7 separate regions of the Mus musculus genome follow, and regions 1, 2, 3, 4, 6 and 7 are each linked to region 5. Evidence: chromatin contacts called from public HiChIP or PLAC-seq and promoter capture Hi-C data. All regions are on one chromosome and are shown on one strand. The core of a region is the stretch at or near the end of the contact, and the rest is flanking DNA. Distances in the headings are between cores, read along the strand shown.

Region 1 (2,991 bases), core at 485-2,984, 320 kb after region 5:
GAATTGCCTTGTCCTACAATCCCGGTGAATCCCATAAAGACTAAACTCAGATCCTTCCAGAAGGCAGCTCAGTTTCACCCACCTGGCAGTTTCAGCAGCCTTATGATAATATAATTGTTCCTTATGCAGAAACCTGTCCTGTCCCTAATGATTGTTGATGCGTTTGAGTGAAAGTCACCCTGTTGGGCCACAAGTCATCTTGTGGTCTTTGTTCCAAGCAGCTATGTAAGGGTAGAAGTGTCACAGGCCACTGTCAGTCCTGCAGTAAGAACAGACTCCACAAGGACCTTCCTAATAGAGAGGCTTGGATAAACGGCAGGTCCCACCTGGAGCATGGAGCAGAGCTGGAAAGAGAACCAGGAGGCAGCTATGCTCTGCCCTAGCAGCACTCTGAGCACATCAGCAGGGGCCTGCAGCCCACTCAGAGCACTATTGGAGCTACAAGAAAATTCACAACCAAAACTAACTTATGACAGGCAGGTCTACCCTTTTTTAAAATTTTTATTTCTCTATGTATCTTATGTATACGAGAGCTCTATTTGCATGTATGCCTGCATGACAGAAGAGGGCATCAGATCTCATTATAAAAGGTTGTAAGCCACCATGTGGTTGCTGGGAATTGAACTCAGGACCTCTGGAAGAACAGCCAAGTGTTTTTAACCACCCAGCCATCTCTCCAGCCCCATACCTACCTTTCTAAAGACTGCATAATAATATAAAACTCTTCTGCTGAATTGTGTATCTGGTACCCTTGAGGTTCGCCACCTCGTTTTATAACATCTGTCACTTTTCAGCAGTAAAATTATTATTTGTTGACTCTTGTGCCCCTCTTTATCCTTGCTAGAAAAGATCTGTTAAGAGAAAAATGCTTTGTTCTCTCCACATGTCAATGGGGCTCACTTATCTAGGACAACACCTAGGAGGTAAGTGAGTTTGTGGGAAATGGCAGGAATAGTTGAGGCAATGGGGGGAAAGTGACTTTGACTCACTCCATGGGAGACCTGGGAAATGAGGTCTTAGTAAGTTCCAGATGAACGAATAAGGTGACAAAAACAAACAAGACACATTTCCGTGTGACAAAGTCATCTCAAGGGGAGGTGGAGTATGCTGTCAGCCCTTAGCAGAACAGAGACCTCAAGAAAAGCTGGTCCGCCAGAGAGAGTAGTGAAGGGGGATATAAGCAAGCCCTCTGGTCTGAGGTCTTAGCCACCAAAAGCCATCTCATGCAAGACCATCATGGTGCGGAAAACAGAAGCCTAAAGCAGCGATTAGCCATGGCCCTTACTGGTTCTGTAACCTGGGTCAAATTATCTAACCTCTCTGTGCCAGACTTTGTATATCTCTAAAAAGACGTAATAACGGTGCCACTGTGGATAGAATGAACTGCGCTTTGCACTTGATGGGTGCTTATCAATGCTGAGCTCTGTGACTTGTCTGGACTCCCTGCCTCCTGGGCACCCCAGAGTGGCCAGAGCTGTCCACAGTGCTGACCGAAGACACCCTCTTACCTCCTCCCTCTCCCTCCCACCCTAACTTCTTTCTCTCTCGTGTGGATCCCCAGAGCCCTGGTGTCTGAACAGATTCAATTTTCCAGATGATTTCTCTGGAATCCTAAGGGGAAGAGGGAGGGAACGAGCCATATCTGAAGCACTCCCCAGGCAGGAGTCTCGGGAAGCCAGCAGATAACAGGAGCAATGAGTGGCTAAGACACCACACAGACGTGGGAGGCCCCAAGTCAGAGAGTGCTCAGAAAGCCTCGCCTCTGAGGACCCTGGTGTGCGACCCTCCGGTCTGACAAAGATCCAGTGTCAACTCTGACAGCCCATCATGGCAGGTGAGTCTGCTGGGAGCATGCCCTGAAGAGAGCCAAAAGGGCCAGGCTGGGGGCAAGTGGGTGACCCTAGGCTGATAAGAATTCTCCATCCTTCTCCCCTGCGCTGATGTCACTCTCTCTGGCTTGGTGCCTTTGTGCAGACAAAAGCTTCCTTCTCTGTCTGTGAGCTCCAGGGCGCTGATAGGGAACCTTCAACTCCATGTGTATGGCCTCATAACCAAGTAACCTGTGGCAAACCCAAAGGCCATTACCAAATCCAAGAAATACAATCCCCTCTCCACTTCAGGGTTGCCCATTAACCTACTGGGCCCAGTGCAGAGAGACCAGAGGAGCTTACACCCTTTGAAGCAATAGGTGGAGGTAAATATGGCTAATCTCAGAGACGGAGATCTATTTCCATGTTCTACCAGCCCATGGGACATCAGTGAAAATGGACATTTAGAGACTTTAAGAGGCAAACTGAGCTCTCTGTGGTTGGGGAAACCAGGTCACAGAAAGGGGTCCAGACCCTGTGCTACAAATCAGGGCAGAGCTGTGGTAAAAGGTGGTCCCTGCTAATGTCTGTGCACCTCTGTAGGCCATTGGCTGCAGGACTCTTGTGGCAGTCTGACCAGCAGGACCTTAGGTAAGGAGTTCAATGGATGTTTTGCAGGACCAGGGGAAGTATAGCCTCTTCTCTGGGTTTCAATGTCCCCAACTGAACTCATAGGGGTTAACTTAGACATCAGCATCTTTAAAGCTCTGATATCCTCTATGAGGTATAGATAGATAGATAGATAGATAGATAGATAGATAGATAGATAGATAGATAGATAGATAGATAATTGATAGACATGATAGATATAGATATAGATGATATAGATTAGATATAGATATAGAGACAAAGCAAGTGAGGTGAGGTGGGATTTCTCTTTGGCTGGGAAGTTGGTGGCTAAGTCTGGCTCTGATTTGGTCTCACCTTTTCGTTAAGACCTCAGACAAGTCACTACCCATAATCAGTTTCTTCCTCTAAAACTGAGAGTTAAGCAAAAGCTTGATAGCTTCTGAGATGTTCCATCAAAGTCTGAGTCAGGGGTACTTCAGTAACAAGACTGTGAGGGAAGTGACTGCCACTTAGAACACTGAAGACTCATGCTCTGGTTCTCAGCTGGAGACAG
Region 2 (2,895 bases), core at 17-2,516, 470 kb before region 5:
CTAGTTACAGTGTGTATTTATTAGCTACTGACAGCATCAATGTATTACCACAGTTTTACAACTTCTCTTAGGCTGGACATGACTGGATGGCGTTAAGTAAGGATGCTATCAGAGCCTGGAGGCTCAGAATCCCTAGAGCAAACAGGCTAGCTATAGGAGCCCTCTCAGTGAGCTTTGGGTATAATTGAGAGACTCTGCCTTAATTTGTACAGTGGGAACCAAGGATGATGCACGATGTTAGCCTTTGTCTTCAAAATGTATGCACCATGCTCCATTGGTGCCCACACATGTGAACATGCAAAGTCATGCATGCATACCTCATAGACATCTTATATAAAAGAAAACCAAACATGTACTGTTGTTTATACAGTGCCTATTTGCATTTATTGTAGAATTAGTATAAATATGAGGCACATTAGAAGTAGTTAATGCATACATGTGCACATATTCCACATTGAAAATCATTTCATATATTCAGGTAAAAACTCAGATAAAAGTTGTAAATTTTATTGAGCTAAGTTTGTTAGTATTTAGACTTCTCCTATAGAAAGTGGCAGTTTTATGTGGTTTAACTAACAAATTTCAGCAACAGAACTGTCCCCCTTAGTTTTAAACCAGAATAGTATTTTTTACACTTATTTCACCACTTGTTTAGGCCTCTGGATACTTTTTTTATAATTGATCAAATACTTTATGAAAGAAGAAATATATAGTGACAAAAGTGTTACTATTAAGTCCTCATGAGGGAGGAGGGAGCACACAGATCTTAAGTTGGCATAATTTAATCAGGTGCTCCCTTAAGTCAGAGAGATACTATAGAAAGTATTTAGATCCTAATTCTAGTAAGGAAAAAACACTTGGTGTAGACAGGTGATTGTTTCATAAAGTTACGTACATGTGGCTAACATTAACATGAACAAATGACCAGCAGGCTGAGAGAATTCCCAGTGGAAACCAGTTAAGTATGCCTTTATCCCAACAGATATCTTACAAATTAATAATTTATAATTTCCACTAAAATGACTAGGTGAATATTACTCAGAAATGCAGGTATTAACAAGTTTACAAGCCAACTGGAACTTATATCTTGCCTTCTACAAATATAAACACTGCGACCACTCTGACTAACCATTTGGTGGTGTCTTCAGATGTTACTATACTATTATACCGTCAGCTTCATTCCTTTGTACTTACTATTAACACAAGGCTTGTCTGAGCGTTTTCATTTCATCTTCTTGATCTTCCATTTGCCTTTGCATTTGAAAACAGTCTTACTCTGTATCTGAAGCTGCCCTTACCCACTATGCAGTTGAAGCCTAGCCTCAGTTATGACCTCATTCCTGTGACTACTGTTATAGTTGCTATAGCATCTTTGTTCCTAACAGTACTCATGCAGTAGATTACTGGTAAGCAGCAAAAGAAATGATCTCATGCGATATGAATTTGTCTCAAAAATCCTTGGTTGTGAAAGAAGCCAAACAGATATAGTATTTGCCTTTATTTGTTGTAAGCTTAGGTATTAACAAGACTACTAAACTGTGGTTATAATAATCAACACTGAGAGCAGCCAGGCGTGGTAACACACACTTGCAATTTTACTGCTCAGGAAGCTGGGGCAGAAGGATCTTAAGTTTTAGGCCAGCCTGGACTACTTAGTGAGTTCTGAGCCAGCTTGGGCTCAAGAATGAAAGCCCCATATTTCGTCTTGCCTTGGTAGGAGTTTATCTGTGTTAGTGTTTGGATATAAGTCTGTGGCTTCTATCCCCCTGGTTCATGTTTTGAACGTGGTCCCCTGTGAGTAATACTACTTTTAGAAAATGATGGAATCTTTAAGAGGTGGAGGACCTAGCCTGAGGGAGTGAGTCGGAGGATGAGGTTTGGTAGCCCGCCCCCCAGCTCACTGCCTGTCTCTACTTCCTTGACTGCCCCTGCTCTTAACCACCATCTCTTCCCAGCCATGATGGGCTGTACCCTTCAAACTAAAGCCAAAGTAACTTTTTTTTTTCTTTTTTGCTGATTTTTGTCAGATCTTTGTTCACAGCAGCAAGAAGAGTGACTAACACAGTGAGTGTCTGTGCAAAGTAACTAACTGAACTGAATGCTAACTGAGCTCCTTTTAGCCCTGGCAGGCTGAAAAAGCCGGGAATCCCAGCATTTCTGAGGCCGAGCTAGCCTGCTCTTCAAAGAAGACATCATGCTAAAGCAATACAGTTTTACAAGTAAACAAGGACATGCTGCCTTCACAGTGTATGAGTTGTACCTCTAAAAATATTTTTAAATGGATTGTGGTTTTGATAGTTATTTACAGAAATTTAAATTCTGAATAGTGAGTACAATTTTCACGTATCTTTATTCATAGGCCTCTACCAGGAAGTTTAAAATATTTTTTTGTTTTATTTTTTTAATTATATAGTATATGTATGTGCAGGTTGTCCATGTGTGAATACAGGTGTTCACAGAGTCCACAAGAGGTTGCTGGACCCTCTGGAACTAGAATCACAGGTTGTTGTGAGCTGCCTGATGTGGTACTGGGAACTGAACTCGAGTGTCGTGCAATGGCAGTGGGTGCTCATTACTACTGAGCCATTTCTAAAACTGTCAGGACATTCATTAGCTATGCTGCTAACAATGATTAAGAAGGTGAGACCTAAGCAGGGTGTGCTGGTGTCTGCCATACAATTCTAGTACTTAGGAGGCAGCAACAGAAGGCTTACCACAAATTAGGCCAGACAAATGCTACAACTATTAATATAAAATACACAAAAATGGAAGTTAAATGAGATGAAGGTGGTCTCTGAAGTCAGATCTTCCAGAATTCAATCCTGCTGTGACCTTAGGGAAGTAACTGTACCTCTGTGGATATCTCTGATTTTGTTCAGTTTGTTTTGAGAAAGG
Region 3 (2,959 bases), core at 245-2,744, 400 kb before region 5:
TTTTTGATCATTGTATGTGATTGTATGTGCTGCCGGGCGTGGTGGCGCACACCTTTAATCCTAGCACTTGGGAGGCAGAGGCAGGTGGATTTCGGAGTTCTAGGCCAGTGTGGTCTACAGAGTAAGTTCCAGGACAGCCAGGGCTACACAGAGAAACCATGTCTCGGAAAAAAAAAAAGATTGTATGTGCTTTTAAAGCCTGAAGAAGGGCTAGAGTGTTCATGTTCAAACCTGGGTGCATGAGGTAGGTACAGAAGAGTACACGTGGGTCATAGGGTCACGGCTCACCATGCATGTGCACACGTGCTGCCAGTTTCTCAGTTTCCTCGTCTGTAAGATGGAAACATAGTTGCTTGTCAGGGATATTACAAGGCCTGAGGTACAAGTCTGGAGCCCTCCAAGGCTTTACTAAATAGTGGCAATTACTAATAATAACTGTGAGCCCTTTGTCTTCCAGATTCTGCTCATAACTGTAGGCAAGAACGTGGTGCCTCTTCACTCCAGAATGGGGCTGGTGAAAGGCATTTTTCTTCTCCAAAACTCATTTCTCAAGTCAAACTATAATGAGACAGCAAGCTGTCACCAGCAGAAGAGACTATGTATGACCTCTATTAACAAAGGTGAATTAACTGAACGGGTATTTGTAGTTTCTCATTTCCCCCAAGCTTCCTGTGTATGTTCTGAGAAGGCCTCTGAGTCCTGCCTTTGCTGTGTGCGTCTGTCAGCTGCAAGATTCGCCTATGTGGTGAAATGCACAGAGCTCACACTGGGCGGAAGGGACGTGCGGAAGCTTAGATGTCTCTGGGATTCAGGAGAACTCTTATCCCTGAGATTAAAAAGCAGAGGCCTCAGAGGGAGCAGCCGCTAGCATTTTCCACAGAGGCATGGGTCCTCTACTTGGGGCTCAGCCACATCTCGCAATACTTGTGTGCTAGCTTCTGTTATTCTTCATGTACCATCAGCTCTGTTATGTTCTCCTAGGTTAGGTCCTTGACTGTCCACCCTCTTAACGTTCGCTTTCTGTCACAGAATAAATAATCTGAAATGAAGTCTGCAAAGTACTCTCAATGATATTTTGTCTTTGTAATAGTTAACAAATAAATCTGGGTTTTTTTCTATATCGCTGTGATTTTGCTCTTGAGTAAAACCATTAATGAGAAAAGACTAAGATATTTAAATTGTACATGTATGTGTGTTTTGCCTGCGTACATCATGTGCGTGCCTGGTGCCCATGGAGGTCTGAAGAAGGTGTTGGAACCACAGGAACTGGAGTTCCAGTTGTTTATGAACGGCCGTGAGGATGCTGGAAACTGACGCTAGGTCCTCTGCAAGAGCAGCAAGTATTCTTAACTGCTGAGCCCTCTCTCCAGCCCAGCACTTGCTGCTCTTTTAGAGGAGCTGGATTCAGTTCCTCTGCTTCTGTGTTGGGCAGCTCACAGCTGCTATATGCTGCTGGCTTCCAGGGATCTCAATAGCCTCTTCTGGTTTCCTCAGCTACACATGCAAATGCAGACAGACGCCCATACACATAACAATAGTAACGTTTTAAAGTCCTGCGGGGGCGAGGGGTGTGAATTAGTTGGTGGAGCTGGTCTAGCTGCATGAAGCCCTGGGTTTAGTCCCTACCACTTTATAAGCTTGGCCTGGTTGCATATGCCTATAAATTCCAGTACTCAGGAGGTGGAGGCAGGAGGATCAGAAATTCGAGGTCATCCTCAGCTAAGTAGCACATGAGCACAGAAACAAAATACTAGTACTGAGGGGAGCTTTGGTGGAGGAGACCGTCTCTGTGTGGAGCCCATGCTGGCCTGGAGTTTACAGAAATCTGCCTGGCTCTGCTCTCCTACTGCTGGACTTGAAGGCATGTGCCACCATGCTCATTTTTACTTTTAATTATATATATGCGTGTGGGTCTGTGCACATGAGTGCAGGTGCCTACGGGATCACAGAGGGTCCAGATCCCCTGGGCCTGGGCTATTTGATGTTTTGGGGAACTGAACTTGGGTCCTCTTAATACTCTTAGCGGTTTAACACTGAGCCCCATCTGCCTTATTTCTTGCTATGAGGTTAACTCACTGAACCTGGACTGGCTGACCAGCAAGCTCCAGGCATCTTCTGTCTTCCAGGCCCTCCGTTGACACTACTCCTCTCAACATTGAAAGTATAGACACTGCCCCACTATTGCTTGAGTGGTAGGAGCCAAACTCAGGTCCTTACATTTGCAAGGAAGGCAATCTATAAACTAAACCAGTGCCCCAGCTCAATTTTAGTTCCATTTGTTGGGATGTGTATGCTTCTAGCAAGTCTTTCTTTTTTTTTTTTTAAAGATTTATTTAAAGATTTTATGTGAGTCCACTGTAGCTGTACAGATGGTTGTGAGCCTTCATGTGGTTGTTGGGGATTGAATTTTTAGGACCTCTGCTTGCTCCAGTCTACTCCACTCGCTCAGTCCCTGCTTGCTCCAGCCAAGTACTTACTATGCATAGGTACACTGTAGCTGACTTCTAACGCACCAGAAGAGGGCGTCAGATCTCATTCCGGGAGGTTGTGAGCCACCATGTGATTGAACTCAGGACCTATGGAAGATCAGCCAGTGCTCTTACACGCTGAGCCATCTCACTAGCCCCTAGCAAGTCTTTCATAAGGGGAGTCTTAAAACATAAAGACCTTGCTGATGCTGCCTGGATTGGGAGTAGTTTTTAAGTTCATCAGCCCTCACTATAGAGTTTCCATAGGCACCTGGGTATTCATAAGGCTGAATTTCGTAGTTCTAGACTTAGGCCCTTTTTTGTTATTGTTTTTGAGACATTATGTATCTCTGACTGGTCTAGAACTCACAGAGATCTACCTGCCTTGGTCTCCCAAGTCTTGGGATTAAAGGTGTGTACCTGGACTTTCTGTGGCCTTTGAAAGAAGGTTCTATGCACAATTTGGAGCTGTCAGCCTGATTAGCTGCTAG
Region 4 (2,853 bases), core at 18-2,517, 350 kb before region 5:
ATGTCTTCTCTCATTTGTGGATCCTAGATTTTATACATTCATAAAACCATACATATACAACGACTTGAAAGCACTGAAGCAAAACTATCCATGGAGAAACGAAGCAGGGAGGGAGGGAGGAGGGGAGAGAGGAGGGCGAGCAAGGGGAAGATGGGGAGGGAGATGATGGGGAAGAGGGGGTAAGAAAGGGGAGGGTAAGCAAGGGGGGTGGGGAAGGGGTGAGGAAGAGGAGGATGAGGAAGGGGAGGGCAAGGAGGGAGTGAGGAAAGGGAGGGTGGGGAAGGGGAGGGTAGTGAGATATAGAGACAAATAGGCTCAAAGTTCATTATATATGTACATGAAAATGGCCCTGTATAATCCAGTATAGTAAAAAAAAAATTAAATGTAAAACCCAATGCTCATTTTGAGTATGGTGGTGTTCACCTTTAATCCCAGCACGTGGGAGGCAGAGGAAAGGTGGATTTCTGTGAGTCTGAGGCCAGTCTGCTCTATGAAGTGTGATCCTGCCCCCACCAAATGCTACCTAGGCCATAAGGAGTTGCTGATGAGTGACATAATTGCCATGTGCTTGGCTGGGCCTAAATTAGGGGCTTTGGACACAGATGAGTGTGAGTCTGCGCCCTGAGAAGGCACAGGCAAGCGTATGACTCTGTCTCCTTGTTCTGATGTGAGCCCAGGAGGAAACTTTTAAAACCATCTTTAGCCACTGACACCATTATGTCATCCAACTTCTCGGTTAGCATTTGATTAACGTCCTCAGGGCACGAGGGGCGCCAGCACACAGCCTTGTCTCAGGGACAACTTTCTTATACTTAGTCATGAAATTATTTTTGTCCCGAAGCTCAAAGACACAGTTTTAAGAGAAGCAGGTTCTGACTGGAGGAGGACGCTCAGGGAAAGGAGCAGGGTCTGAGATCTGATTGGAAGAGGGGACAAGGAGCAGCGGCTGCGATCGGCTCCAAATGGGGTCACATCATGGCTCTACCACACACTGGCTATTTGACTTTGGTGAAATTACACAATGGTCCTGAGTTTCAATTTCCTGGCCAGAAAAGTGGTGGGTAATTCTCATTTTCTAAGATTGTAATGAGGGGACTCTCGGAGGGGGCATGCAATCATTCCGTCCTCTCCATGCCCTGTGGTACCACAGCAAGCCTCAAGCTTGTTAATTTCATCCTCAGCGGAAGCCCGAATCCCTACTCCTGCCTACACAGACAGATGTGAGTCACCCATCTACAAAGGCTGGGATCCTGCCAGAGACAAAGTTTGGTCTGTAAAGTCACAGGCTTCCCTTCTCACAGAAACCAGATAAATAACCATAGGCTGGGTAGGAGGAGAAGAGAGTGGAGCCGGAACTCACCACCAACGGCAGAAACGGGGGAGAAGTGGGAAGTGGGGAGAGAGGAAGCAGGCAGGCTGGAGGGAGCAGGAACTAGAAAGGAGAACCACCACAATGACCAGCCTCCTTTGCGTGGCTGTCTGCAATAGATAGATGGTCCACTGCCCACAACGTTCTGAGGCTCCTGGGCATCTGACTTGGAATGAGCTCTTTGGCTCCTGGGGTTTATTTAGGCCAATGCCGCCTATTTCGTTCTTCATGTAGCATGCCTCTTGTGAGCCTCGAAGCAGAAGATAAAGAGACACGGCCTCCTCCAGGAGTCATGGTGCTCTGAAGGAAAAGAACTCAGCTCTTGCCGACCTGAGACCAGGCACACACAGTCAGGCTTTGCGGTTGGGTTGGCATGGTCTCGAGTACCACGTGACTTCCTTGTTAGGCGCAGCTCCTACTGGAAATACTAAGGATATGGGACTCTGTTTCTAAGTCAAATTGGAGTCTAAGCCTCCATTCTGACTAGGAACTGTATGGTCGATGTAAAAAGCCACCTTCCAAAGATGACACGAAATGTTGTGATCACATGCACGGTTCAGATTTAGTTGTCCTCGCGGCTTATAATTAGACCTTGTTGTCAGGAAGAAAAAAAAAACCTGAAAGCAGCTGTATTTCACTGCTGTTCAGATCTGTGACTGACCCAGTTCTTTTAAATTAAAAACGTGGTGCTGGTGTTTGTCACGTCTTTGCACCTTGCTCACATCTTCTAAGTGCCGGCAGTGTTCTCTGAACTGTGGGTGTGGAGGGGGAGGTGCCTGGTGAGGGCTGTGGACTCGCCTCAGGTAGACTCTGGCAACAGTGCTTCATCTGAACTTTACCTCCATGACTGCAAAGGAGAGGGCAGAGTAGATTCTTAAAGGTTAGTCTTAAGTGTGATGGATCTGCGGTATCCTAGGGTTTTATGCTGGTGAAGAGAAACCATGACCACAGCAACTCTTATAAAGGAAAACAGTTAATTGGGGTTGGCTTATACTTCAGAGGCTTAGTCCATTACTGTCGTGGTGGGAGGCATGGTGGCATGCAGGCAGACATAGTGCTAGAGAAGTAGTTGAGCATTCTACATCTGGATCTGCAGGCAACAGGGAGACAGTGAGCCACCAGGCTCGAATTGAGCTTCTGAAACCTCAAAGCCCACCCCGCAGTGACACACTTCCTCCAATAAGGCCACACCCACTCCAATAAGGCCTTAAGAGTCTATGGGGGCCATTTTTACTCAAACCACCACATGGGACCAGAGAGATGACTCAGTGGGTAAAGGCATTTGGCACCGAGTCTAGAATGCCAAGATATGAACTCAATTCCCAGAACCTACATGATGAATGGAGAAAAGTTGTCTTCTAACCTCCATATGTGCCCCAATCCACCTGAAAAATAAATATTAAAAATTTTTAACATGCTAGCTCTGGGGCCGAGGCTACAGCTCAGTTGGTAATTACTCAGAGGTAGGCAGCATTCACAAATTG
Region 5 (2,874 bases), core at 187-2,686:
CTAATGTCCTGAGGCTGCCCAAAGTTCAGAGAAGGACTATCTCTTACCCAAGGTCACACAGCAGGGCAGGGAAGACTTGGCACTAAGTAAGATTTGGACTCTGCTCCTGGTTCAGGACTGCTTTAGGAGTTTTAGGACACATGGCAGAATGATCTAACACCTGTTCGTGGCCCTCATCTCTTACCTCATCCAGCACAGAGCTGGACCCAGGAATAGGCTCGAGATGGATTTGCTGCCTCGAGTGTGGTCACCAGAAGCAGCCCCAGCCCATAGGTCTTGGTGTGAGGCCCCTCCATCCCTGCCTGGCCTGCCCCTCGAGTGAGCATTAAGTTTTCACAAGGGTCCATTCAGAGGCACTGGGACATCTGATCCTCTGCCCACGACACTGCCTGACACCTGAGCCCTGACCCCACGCCCTGGGTCTCTATGGGCATATGGTCCTTCGGGAGACCTACACCACGCTGGGGTCCTGGCAGGGGGATAATCCCAAAGGCAGCAGCAGTAGTTATGAGAGCTGGCGTCTGAAGAGGCTGCCTGGCCCCTGCCTCACTCATGCTGGTACAAGGCTGCAGGACAGACTGGGACTGTAGACTTGGAGGGTAGAGCTGAAGACCCATGGAAAAGCTCAGGTCTCTTCTACCCCATGCATGAGGCTCTACCTCTCCATCCCAGACTAGACTAGTGTGTAAGACTGTTGCTTTTCAAATTGAGAACAAAGAACCATAGTTTTTTGTTTTGTTTTGTTTTTTTCCCTAGACCCACAACTGATTTTACCTTGACCCCTGGGCAACCCCAGATGGTAACCTTCATGTTCTTGGGTCACGGATAGAGAATGTAAGGCACACAAAGAAGAAACAACGTGTGCAAGGAGAGATAGATTATCAGGGAGATGACCAAAAGACCAAGCAGAGAGAGGCATCCACACTTGCCCCCCCAGCCTCCACTCCCATCTTTCACCCCTGCCTCTGGATACCCCTGACCCAGCTCCAACCCGGAAACAACTCCACAGGCCCTGTGCTCTTCAGCTATTCCCTCATCTAGGGCATAAGCCTCCATGTGCACGGCTCGGGGCATTTTCTTTCCATGCCTATGGTGGCAAGGCCCCTGTAGGTTCAGGGGAGTCCAGTCCCAGGAACCTAAGGGCAGAGGCTCCAGAGGAGGCCCCAGCCTGTAACTCCTCCCCAGTCCAAAAGTTCCAGCCAGGGCAGCCCATCCTTACCTGGGTTTTATCCACACCCTCCGAGTCACCACCTCCCAGCCAGGAGCCAGGGGTCACAGGTCAGGAGGACTCTGGAAGCTGAGGCTGGAGCCTGCAAATTTTCAGCTCCAGCTTGAGCCTTGATCTGCTGCTGCTGTGGGCTTCCCTTGGGCTACTCTGTTTCTTGTCTCCCTGGGTCACTCTTTCTTTCTGTTCAGGGCAGCTGTCCAGCCTGCACTGCCACCCGCCCTCTCCCTCCAAAGCCTTCTCCCAGGAGGCGGAGCCCTGGGGGCCTCGAAGGTCTGGATGTGGTGACATCAGCATGAGGGGCGGGCTGTGCTGGGGCTGCTGACTAACGTCTAGAGGTTGCCCAAGGTGCTGTGTAAAGCTAACCAGCAGGGATGCAAGGCATAGAAGCTCCAGGGGGCACTGCTGGCCAGTGGGAACCTCGGGCCTGGGGCCAACCATCAGGACCTCAGGGTCTCTTGTCACATGTGTTACTACCTGCCATCTCTGCATGGTTAGGACACCTGATCACGTCCCATCTTCCTCATGATTTTGCTGGGTCTCAGTTCCCAGTAGCCTCCCCTGCTCACCCAGCTTCCCTCGTCAGGGCACTACTAGAGACCATATAAATGAGCAGGCTTGGCAATACCTGGAGCCTTGGCTGGACACAACATCCAAACCAGGACTCCCCAAGATGCACCCCACCCCCAGGCTCTACAACTGGCCCCCACAGCCTGTCCTAGGAGTCTTGAGTGTGCTGTTATCCAGACAGTTTGCAAAGCCACCTGAGTAGGAGCCACCTCACGCAGGACAGACTTACCCGGTGTGTGTGTGTGTGTGTGTGTGTGTGTGTGTGTGTGTGTGTGTGTGTGATTTAAATGTGTGATTTAAAAAAGGGAGTGGGTGGGAATGAACAGGACACAAATACTCATCATGGTAGATGAGGAAGGAGGCTGAAGGACTCCTCTTCCTCTTCCTCCTCCTCCTCCTCCTCCTCCTCCTCCTGAGACCTGGCCCCTTCTTCTGCCCACACTTGCCAGCTGGGACATCTACTCAGGAAAGCTGCTTTTCGGTGGGGGTGGGTGGGTTAAGGTGGGGAGGGGAATAGGGTGGGGTGGAATCTATAGTGGTATGGAGTGGGGAGAATCAATGGTGCAATGGTGCCACCTGCTGGGCACAGCCAACTGCTACAAGACTAAGGAAAAGCCGGTCAACTTCCTCATACCAGGGTGCCACAGTGAGACCAGGGTCCAAGGTTGACTTGCACCCAACGCAGCCTTCACCTACGAAACTGATACTTATGAGTCAGGTGAGTAGCATGAGCCTACACAGAGTGGGAGAGACACAGGTTGGAGCATCCAGAGCCCAATCGACAAGGCGGCAACTGGGGCAGGTGTGCTTCGTTGAGGCTGAGGTGCATGCTGGGAAGGCAGTGGGTGGGTGAGAAAGTGGTCTCAGAACCATAACGGAGACATTTCCTCAGCACCCAAACTCGGCTAAGCAGGTCACCCGATCGGAGAAACCTAGAAATCCATGCTTGTTTTCCCCAAAACAAACCACCTGAGATGGTGTGTGTCCTTACCACCTCATGCTCCACCGTACCTCTCCAGGTTCTGCCTGTTTTCTGCCCTATCCAGAAGGGGCACTGGTTTCTGGCACCTGAGCCTCTT
Region 6 (2,700 bases), core at 17-2,516, 420 kb before region 5:
AAACTAAATTTTAAAACGTAACACTTGGAACTGACTGGAGACATGGGTCAGCTTGTGAGACTGCCTAATGCCTTTGCAGATAGGGTCACTGCGCCCAGGCAGGGTGGCTCACACCTGACTGTATGTAGGTAGGTATATACATATATGTGAGGAAAAAAATCTTTAGATTCCTCTGTTGAAAAGAATCCAAAGGGAAAAAAGGAGGAAGAAGAGAAAGAAAGATAAAACTGCTATCACATCCTCCATGTATGTTATCCAACCTAAACAGCCTTAGCCCCATAGATATTACAATTCTACAGCCAAAAAAAGTGGAGTCTAGAGGTCAACTGACTGAATTCCATCCACCAACTCTAGCTTGTGAGTTTAATGCCTCAGGTCCCATCTGTTAAAGTGGGTAATAGAAAATGTGTTCATATTGTGTATCATAAAGAAAAAAATTAATTGAGCAAGTGTGGTGATGGGTGCTCATAGTAGTACCAGTAAACTGGAGTTCGGTGCAAATCGATTATGTATTGGAAGCCAGCCTGGGATACTTAAAGAAGCCCTGTCTCAAAAACCACGAAGGAATCCATGAAGAAATATAAGAGGTAAAGTCCGTATGCTGTGTGGTCTATAGGTCTCTGTTATGGGTTTCTATTCACCAAACCTGTAGGTTTTCACTGCTCTTATTCACTGGGACCTAGCGAACAGGGAAGGCAAGGGTTCCTAACCAGTGGCCTACCTTTCCCTCGGGCAGTCTTTTGACTGTCTTGCTGCGCACTGTCCATCATTAATGTAACCTTTTCGTGCTCGTGGCATGACTCGTGGGGATGGGGCGCTCGATCTCTCCGGCGACGTGGGGACTAAGAGGTCTGGTAAATGGCTGTGTGAACCCAAGGAGAACAGGCCTGACGAGGCGGAAGCAGGGTAGACTCGTGCACCCAGCCGGGAGACTTGGGATCTCCAGATGCGTGTGGATTTTATTTCTGTGAGTCCTCCTTCGGCGAGGGACTCCTGGGGCCTGGGTCCCTTCCCGCTTTTTGTTGGGAAAGGCTTGGTATTCCTTATACATCCTCTCTCGGGGTTTGCTCCTATGACCTTCAAAGAGAACCACATAGAAAACACTCGATTATTCTAAGCATCCTTAGAGGAGCGGGAAAGGGGAACCGATGCCACGTGACAAAAGCCAGCCGGCTCGCTGCGGACCTCTGAGTTGCCTAGAACATCCCGTCTCTATGGTCAACCGCATGCTAAGGCCCTCGCTGAGAAAGTTGTTCTTCCGGGCTACGACTACTGCTTCCGGGGCAGCTCCGTGCGAGCCGCGATTGCGGTACTCGCCTCTCTCGGTTCGCGTGGAGCGATGCTTTCCCCGGCAATGAGCTTCCTCAAAAGCTTCCCGCCGCCTGGGTCGGCCGACGGGCTCCGGCTGCAGCAGCCAGACACCGAGGCTGTGCTGAACGGGAAGGGGCTCGGCACCGGCACGCTTTACATCGCGGAGAGGTAAGGTTGGGGGGCGCCGACCAGCCGGCCGGCGCTATTGTGCGGGCAGGGTGGGATTGTCCCCTCCCGAGCTCGGCTGGTTCTGTCCCCTAGCCCGCGTTTCTCCCTAACGACCTGTGCGAACCGGCCTGTCTCCTGCAAGCCTGGCGCGTGGTCACGTTGAGTTTTGAGTCTGCAGAGCCTCGGTTAGTTTTTCCGTGGGCCTAGCTTTCGGAATGGTCGTGTCAACTAGACGATTTCCCTGCGTGGAATATGTAGCTCAGATTGTGACGGGTTACGACGTTTGGTTAATGAGCTGGGATGTTCTGCTTCAAGTGTGTGTGTTTGTGGGGGCTGGGGGGAAGGACCATCTTCAGGCCCACGCAGGGCGGAGTCACAACCAGCCGAACCCGACTCCTGGATGTGCAGGTCCTGGAAGGAATTCTTCTATTTCACTACCTGCAGGATTCAGTACTTTCACAATAACATAGACATGCCACTAAAATACACACTACATACACGCTCATACCCTCCTACCCCCACCCCATACCTTCCTGTTCACCCGCCCTCCCTCCCCATTTCTTTCCTTTCCCTTCCTCCCTCCTTTCCCCCCTCTTTCTTTCATTCTTTCTTTCTCTTCTCATTCTTTCCTGTCTTTCAGAGTCTCTGGTTTACCTTTTGCTATATTCTATTTGTTGGCCACAAAGGAAATCCTCTGCTTTTAAGAGCTCGAGTTATAACATTGCTCCTGCCTAGAAAATCCAGGCTATCTCGTTTATTTCACCATCAGTAGATTAGTAATCTTAATTACATTCAAAGTCCCTTCTTTCATGGCACTGGAAAACAAATCTCTTGGGGACCAAGATTATGCCTACTACAGAGCCCAGGGTATAAACGTGTAAAGAGCTATTTGTTCAGAGAACAGTGTGGATAGTGGGACTGGGTGTTTAGACACCGACTAGAAATACAAATGTGGGTGGGTGCGCAGTTTGGTTGGTATATGTGTTTGGAGTAGCCATGAGGGAGAAAGAAAAGGGATGGGAGGGAAGAAGTTGTGAGATTCATTCATTCATTCATTCATTCTGTAAGTTCTGTTACTCTAGAGAACCCTGACTAATACACATGGGCAAATAAAATGGATCTTGTCAAAGTTAGGAATATATCTGTGTTCCACCACTCCACATGCAGAAGAAATTGTGGAGATCACCAAAGATCTTACTGCTTATACCCAGCAGATGTTTT
Region 7 (2,836 bases), core at 104-2,603, 330 kb before region 5:
TCTTACACTGAGCATTTTTAAATTTTGAGACAAAAACCAACCTTGGACTCATTCTGTAGCTCAGGCAATGAATTTGTGATTCTCTTTTAGCTTCCTAACTGGGAGACCACTAAGTTCAGTGGCCTGTGAATCTTTTATCTTTCCTTTCCGTTCCTTTCCTTTCCTTTTCTTTTCTTTCCTTTTTAAAAATTTTTTTCTTTGACATGTTGAAGAATGAAACTAGCCCCCCCCCCCCCTTTTTACGTTTTCCTTATTTATTGTGTTGTGAGTGCATGCATCCGAGGTGTAGCTTATGCAAAGTCACCTTTTGGGAATTCTCTTTCCTGGCGATCAGACTAAGGTCATCAGGCTTGGCAGGAAGCATCTTTTCTTGATGAACCATCTTGTCAGCCCTATATATTATTAAATTTCCACTTCCTTATTGTGTGTGTGTGCGTGTGTGTGTGCGTGCGTGCGTGCGTGTGTGTGTGCGTGCGTGCGTGCGTGTTAGTGGAAATTTTGTGGAGGTCAGAGGACAGCTTTCAGGAGATGATTCATTCTCTCTTTTCACAGTGAGTTTCAGGGGTGGAACTGATTAGGTATGTTCATTAAAGCAAGGGCTTTTTTTTTTTTTTTTTTTAACCTGTTGACCAATCTCATTAGCTCTACTTTATATTTTGAGACAGGACCTTCCTAAGTTGCTCAGGCATGCCTTGAGCTTGGAATCCTTCTTTGTCTAGCTTCTGAGTAGCTGGGGTTACAGGCCTGTGCCACTAGGCCTGTCTTTATGAATTACTTGAGGTCAAGATATGTTTGGATATCGTGTCTAGTAATGTTCCTGGTACTTGAGTACATTGAATGAATAAGTACTTTGAGTAAGTATGTGAATGAGTGAAAGAGTCCTGTAAAGCCCATGAGCTAGGTCACCTAATCTTTTGGATGGAACAATTAGTTGTTAAAAGTGTGATCCTTGCACCAGCAGTGTCAGCATAATCTGGGTATTTGACAGTAGATTAATGAGTCTCATCCCAAACCTACAAAAAACAAATTAAGGTTGGAGCCCAGGCGACTCTGCTTTATTAGGCTCTCCAAATGATCCTGATGCTTATTAAGGTTGAGAAATCGATACAGAGTTAAAGGATCTGTATTTTTTTTTTTGTAAAGTCAGCACTCCATCCTCCCTTCTGCCTCATTTCCTCCCCCTATCCCGTTTCTTCCTTATCTTTTCTTCCTTATTTTATCCTGACATTCCCTTCTGTTCACACCCCCTCCCTCCAATCTATCTCTTGCGGCTAGAGTGAAAGATGCTTGAGGGCTGGGAGATTTTTCTGTTCAAGTTCATTGCTATAAGCTCACTGCCTAGAAGAGTGACTAACCACAACTAGCACAGACATTCACATATTTGCTAGATGAATAATATGCCTTAGTCCTACTTACTGCCAGCTGCTACACTGGGGTTTTGTTGAAGAGAACTTTGAGTGAAGAGTAATCACATTCCCATTTGCAGATCCAGGAGACTCTTAACATTTTGGGGATTCATTTTTGCTTTAGTCAGCTTAGTTACCTTCCTTCCCTCCCTGTGTTTATTTACTTTTTATTTATTTTTATTTTTTTAGAATTAATTGAGACAAGGGGTCTTGCTACGTAGCTCTGACTGGCCTTAAACTTGTACCAGCTTCCTGTCTCAACTTCTTGAGTGCTGAGGTTACAGGCATATGCCTGGCTTTGCTGTCTTTTTACCATAGAAAAAAATCTACAGGGCTCCCCAACTTATAATATTGTTTTAGCCATGACCTGAAAACTGCTGAAATCCTAGGCCAGAATTCTTTCTTGAGAATTTGCAGCTTGGTTTTCCAAGTGTAAATGAGCACACAGACTTTTGAGTCTTAACTTGAAACTGTCTCTTCCAGATCACCTGTGGTTTTCAGTAAAGGTTCTTTTTCTAGTAAAGGCTTACTTGATTCTACACAATTTCTCTTCCTTCTGAAGCTCTAAGAGTGCTTTATTTGTTTTCCTTCCCCCACCCCTTCCTTTTTTTCCCTTTGAGGCAGGGTTTTTCTTGGCTATCTGGGAACTCACTCTGTAGACCAGGCTGACCTCAAACTCAGGTTTGCCAGCCTCTGCCTCCTGAGTGCATGTGCCACTACACTTCATGTTCCTCCTCCTCCTCCTCTCCCTCCTCTTCCTCCTCCTCCTCCTCCTCCTCTTCCTCCTCCTCCTTCCTGTGTGTGTATATGCATGTATATACATTTTCTTGTGTGTAATGCAGGTATGTGGTGTTCACTTATGTAGAGCCAGAAGTCACTGTTGAGTGTCTTCTTCAATTGCTTCTCTACCTTATTTTTTGAGACTTGGGTCTCTCATTGACTTGAAGTTTAAGGGCTCAGTTAGACTGACTGGCAGTAACCCTAGGCATACTCTTGACTCTGCCTCCCCAGGGCTGGGCTTGTATGTGTACTACTGCTCCCAGATTGTTACATAAGTGCTGGGGATCTGAACTGAAGTCCACATGGTTGTATGAAGCACTTTACTGAGCCATCTCCTTAGCCCAGTGTTTTTGTCAACTTTCTTATTAGTCTTACACAGCATGCCCAGTTTTCTCCTTTCCTAACATCCTTCTGGGAAACTTGGCTTCATTTATTTATCCTTTACCATATAAACAGTAATTAAGTTCATCTCTACTATGCACCAGGCTTTTTGCTGGGGCAGATACTCATCTATATAGGGTATGGCTTAAGCCCTTAAGGAAATGTTAAAATGAACAGATAGAGGGGTTTGATTGTAAAGGTGAGAGAAAGCTGCCTTTGTGCATCCCTTCCTCCACTCCCAAATTATGGATAGGTTGTTAAGTATTTTA

What was found. Promoter capture Hi-C pulls out the DNA fragments that hold promoters and counts their contacts. HiChIP or PLAC-seq counts read pairs in DNA pulled down with a chosen protein or histone mark.
Region 1: a contact with region 5 is called in a promoter capture Hi-C map of embryonic stem cells, with 9 times the contacts expected there. The contact joins the promoter of Gucy2d here to the promoter of Myo7a in region 5. A contact is called at or near these places in 16 of 39 promoter capture datasets (the 3T3-L1 cell line, 3T3-L1-derived adipocytes, the C10 cell line and 8 more), 1 of 15 datasets of contacts at CTCF or cohesin (the NIH/3T3 cell line), 4 of 484 Hi-C or Micro-C datasets (the HPC-7 cell line, cortical neurons and embryonic stem cells), 1 of 115 datasets of contacts at active chromatin or transcription factors (microglia) and 3 of 9 other capture datasets (embryonic stem cells, liver and macrophages).
Region 2: a contact with region 5 is called in a FOXA1 HiChIP or PLAC-seq map of pancreatic cancer cells. The contact joins the promoter of Rsf1os1 here to the promoter of Myo7a in region 5. A contact is called at or near these places in 1 of 39 promoter capture datasets (pre-B cells) and 1 of 115 datasets of contacts at active chromatin or transcription factors (pancreatic cancer cells).
Region 3: a promoter capture Hi-C map of embryonic stem cells shows a contact between it and region 5. The contact joins the enhancer-like site here to the promoter of Myo7a in region 5. A contact is called at or near these places in 13 of 39 promoter capture datasets (the C10 cell line, the HPC-7 cell line, HPC-7-derived erythroid cells and 10 more), 3 of 15 datasets of contacts at CTCF or cohesin (the NIH/3T3 cell line and large pre-B cells), 21 of 484 Hi-C or Micro-C datasets (the C2C12 cell line, CD4 T cells, CD8 T cells and 9 more), 19 of 115 datasets of contacts at active chromatin or transcription factors (acute myeloid leukemia, astrocytes, bone marrow-derived macrophages and 12 more) and 3 of 9 other capture datasets (adipose tissue, liver and macrophages).
Region 4: a CTCF HiChIP or PLAC-seq map of the NIH/3T3 cell line shows a contact between it and region 5, with 5 read pairs. The contact joins the enhancer-like site here to the promoter of Myo7a in region 5. A contact is called at or near these places in 12 of 39 promoter capture datasets (3T3-L1-derived adipocytes, the C10 cell line, cranial neural crest and 8 more), 1 of 15 datasets of contacts at CTCF or cohesin (the NIH/3T3 cell line), 16 of 484 Hi-C or Micro-C datasets (CD4 T cells, CD8 T cells, the G1E-ER4 cell line and 11 more), 11 of 115 datasets of contacts at active chromatin or transcription factors (CD8 T cells, the NIH/3T3 cell line, craniofacial prominence and 5 more) and 3 of 9 other capture datasets (adipose tissue, liver and macrophages).
Region 6: a promoter capture Hi-C map of embryonic stem cells shows a contact between it and region 5, with 4 times the contacts expected there. The contact joins the promoter of Clns1a here to the promoter of Myo7a in region 5. A contact is called at or near these places in 13 of 39 promoter capture datasets (the 3T3-L1 cell line, the C10 cell line, the SN4741 cell line and 7 more), 2 of 484 Hi-C or Micro-C datasets (both in cortical neurons), 2 of 115 datasets of contacts at active chromatin or transcription factors (embryonic forebrain and large pre-B cells) and 3 of 9 other capture datasets (adipose tissue, liver and macrophages).
Region 7: a contact with region 5 is called in an SMC1A HiChIP or PLAC-seq map of the NIH/3T3 cell line, with 4 times the contacts expected there. The contact joins the enhancer-like site here to the promoter of Myo7a in region 5. A contact is called at or near these places in 7 of 39 promoter capture datasets (the 3T3-L1 cell line, the C10 cell line, cranial neural crest and 4 more), 1 of 15 datasets of contacts at CTCF or cohesin (the NIH/3T3 cell line), 2 of 484 Hi-C or Micro-C datasets (the N1E-115 cell line and palatal mesenchyme), 1 of 115 datasets of contacts at active chromatin or transcription factors (stem cell-derived neural progenitor cells) and 4 of 9 other capture datasets (adipose tissue, embryonic stem cells, liver and 1 more).

The regions. Positions count from the first base shown.
Region 1 is chr7:98,438,682-98,441,672 of GRCm38.p6, forward strand. Gucy2d (guanylate cyclase 2d) reads left to right here and starts at 1,735. Exons shown (of 19, transcript NM_001130693.3): 1 at 1,735-1,834. The coding sequence starts at 1,828.
Region 2 is chr7:97,643,846-97,646,740 of GRCm38.p6, forward strand. It overlaps Rsf1os1 (remodeling and spacing factor 1, opposite strand 1), which reads right to left and starts at 1,267. Exons shown (of 3, transcript NR_126461.1): 1 at 1,195-1,267. All of the region lies in intron 4 of Rsf1 (remodeling and spacing factor 1), which reads left to right.
Region 3 is chr7:97,717,762-97,720,720 of GRCm38.p6, forward strand. Clns1a (chloride channel, nucleotide-sensitive, 1A) reads left to right here. Exons shown (of 7, transcript NM_023671.2): 7 at 458-2,959. Among named protein-coding and RNA genes, the nearest start is that of Aqp11, 19 kb to the right of the region's middle. Within about 2 kb of position 1,495, at least 16 of the 459 cell types and tissues checked have an H3K27ac peak or open chromatin away from gene starts, as enhancers often do. A contact at or near this core is called in cortical neurons, embryonic stem cells and epiblast stem cells, where this site is marked.
Region 4 is chr7:97,764,009-97,766,861 of GRCm38.p6, forward strand. All of the region lies in intron 2 of Gm39050 (a long non-coding RNA gene), which reads right to left. Among named protein-coding and RNA genes, the nearest start is that of Aqp11, 27 kb to the left of the region's middle. Within about 2 kb of position 1,268, at least 130 of the 459 cell types and tissues checked have an H3K27ac peak or open chromatin away from gene starts, as enhancers often do. A contact at or near this core is called in the NIH/3T3 cell line, adipose tissue, cerebral cortex and 2 more, where this site is marked.
Region 5 is chr7:98,118,057-98,120,930 of GRCm38.p6, forward strand. It overlaps Myo7a (myosin VIIA), which reads right to left and starts at 1,437. Exons shown (of 49, transcript NM_008663.2): 1 at 1,220-1,437.
Region 6 is chr7:97,695,391-97,698,090 of GRCm38.p6, forward strand. It overlaps Clns1a (chloride channel, nucleotide-sensitive, 1A), which reads left to right and starts at 1,267. Exons shown (of 7, transcript NM_023671.2): 1 at 1,267-1,479. The coding sequence starts at 1,340. Rsf1os2 (remodeling and spacing factor 1, opposite strand 2) reads right to left here and starts at 1,077. Exons shown (of 3, transcript NR_154552.1): 1 at 722-1,077.
Region 7 is chr7:97,791,153-97,793,988 of GRCm38.p6, forward strand. The region is part of intron 1 of Gm39050 (a long non-coding RNA gene); the gene reads right to left. It also overlaps a transcript of Pak1 not described here. Among named protein-coding and RNA genes, the nearest start is that of Gm39050, 7.8 kb to the right of the region's middle. Within about 2 kb of position 1,354, at least 35 of the 459 cell types and tissues checked have an H3K27ac peak or open chromatin away from gene starts, as enhancers often do. A contact at or near this core is called in the NIH/3T3 cell line, where this site is marked.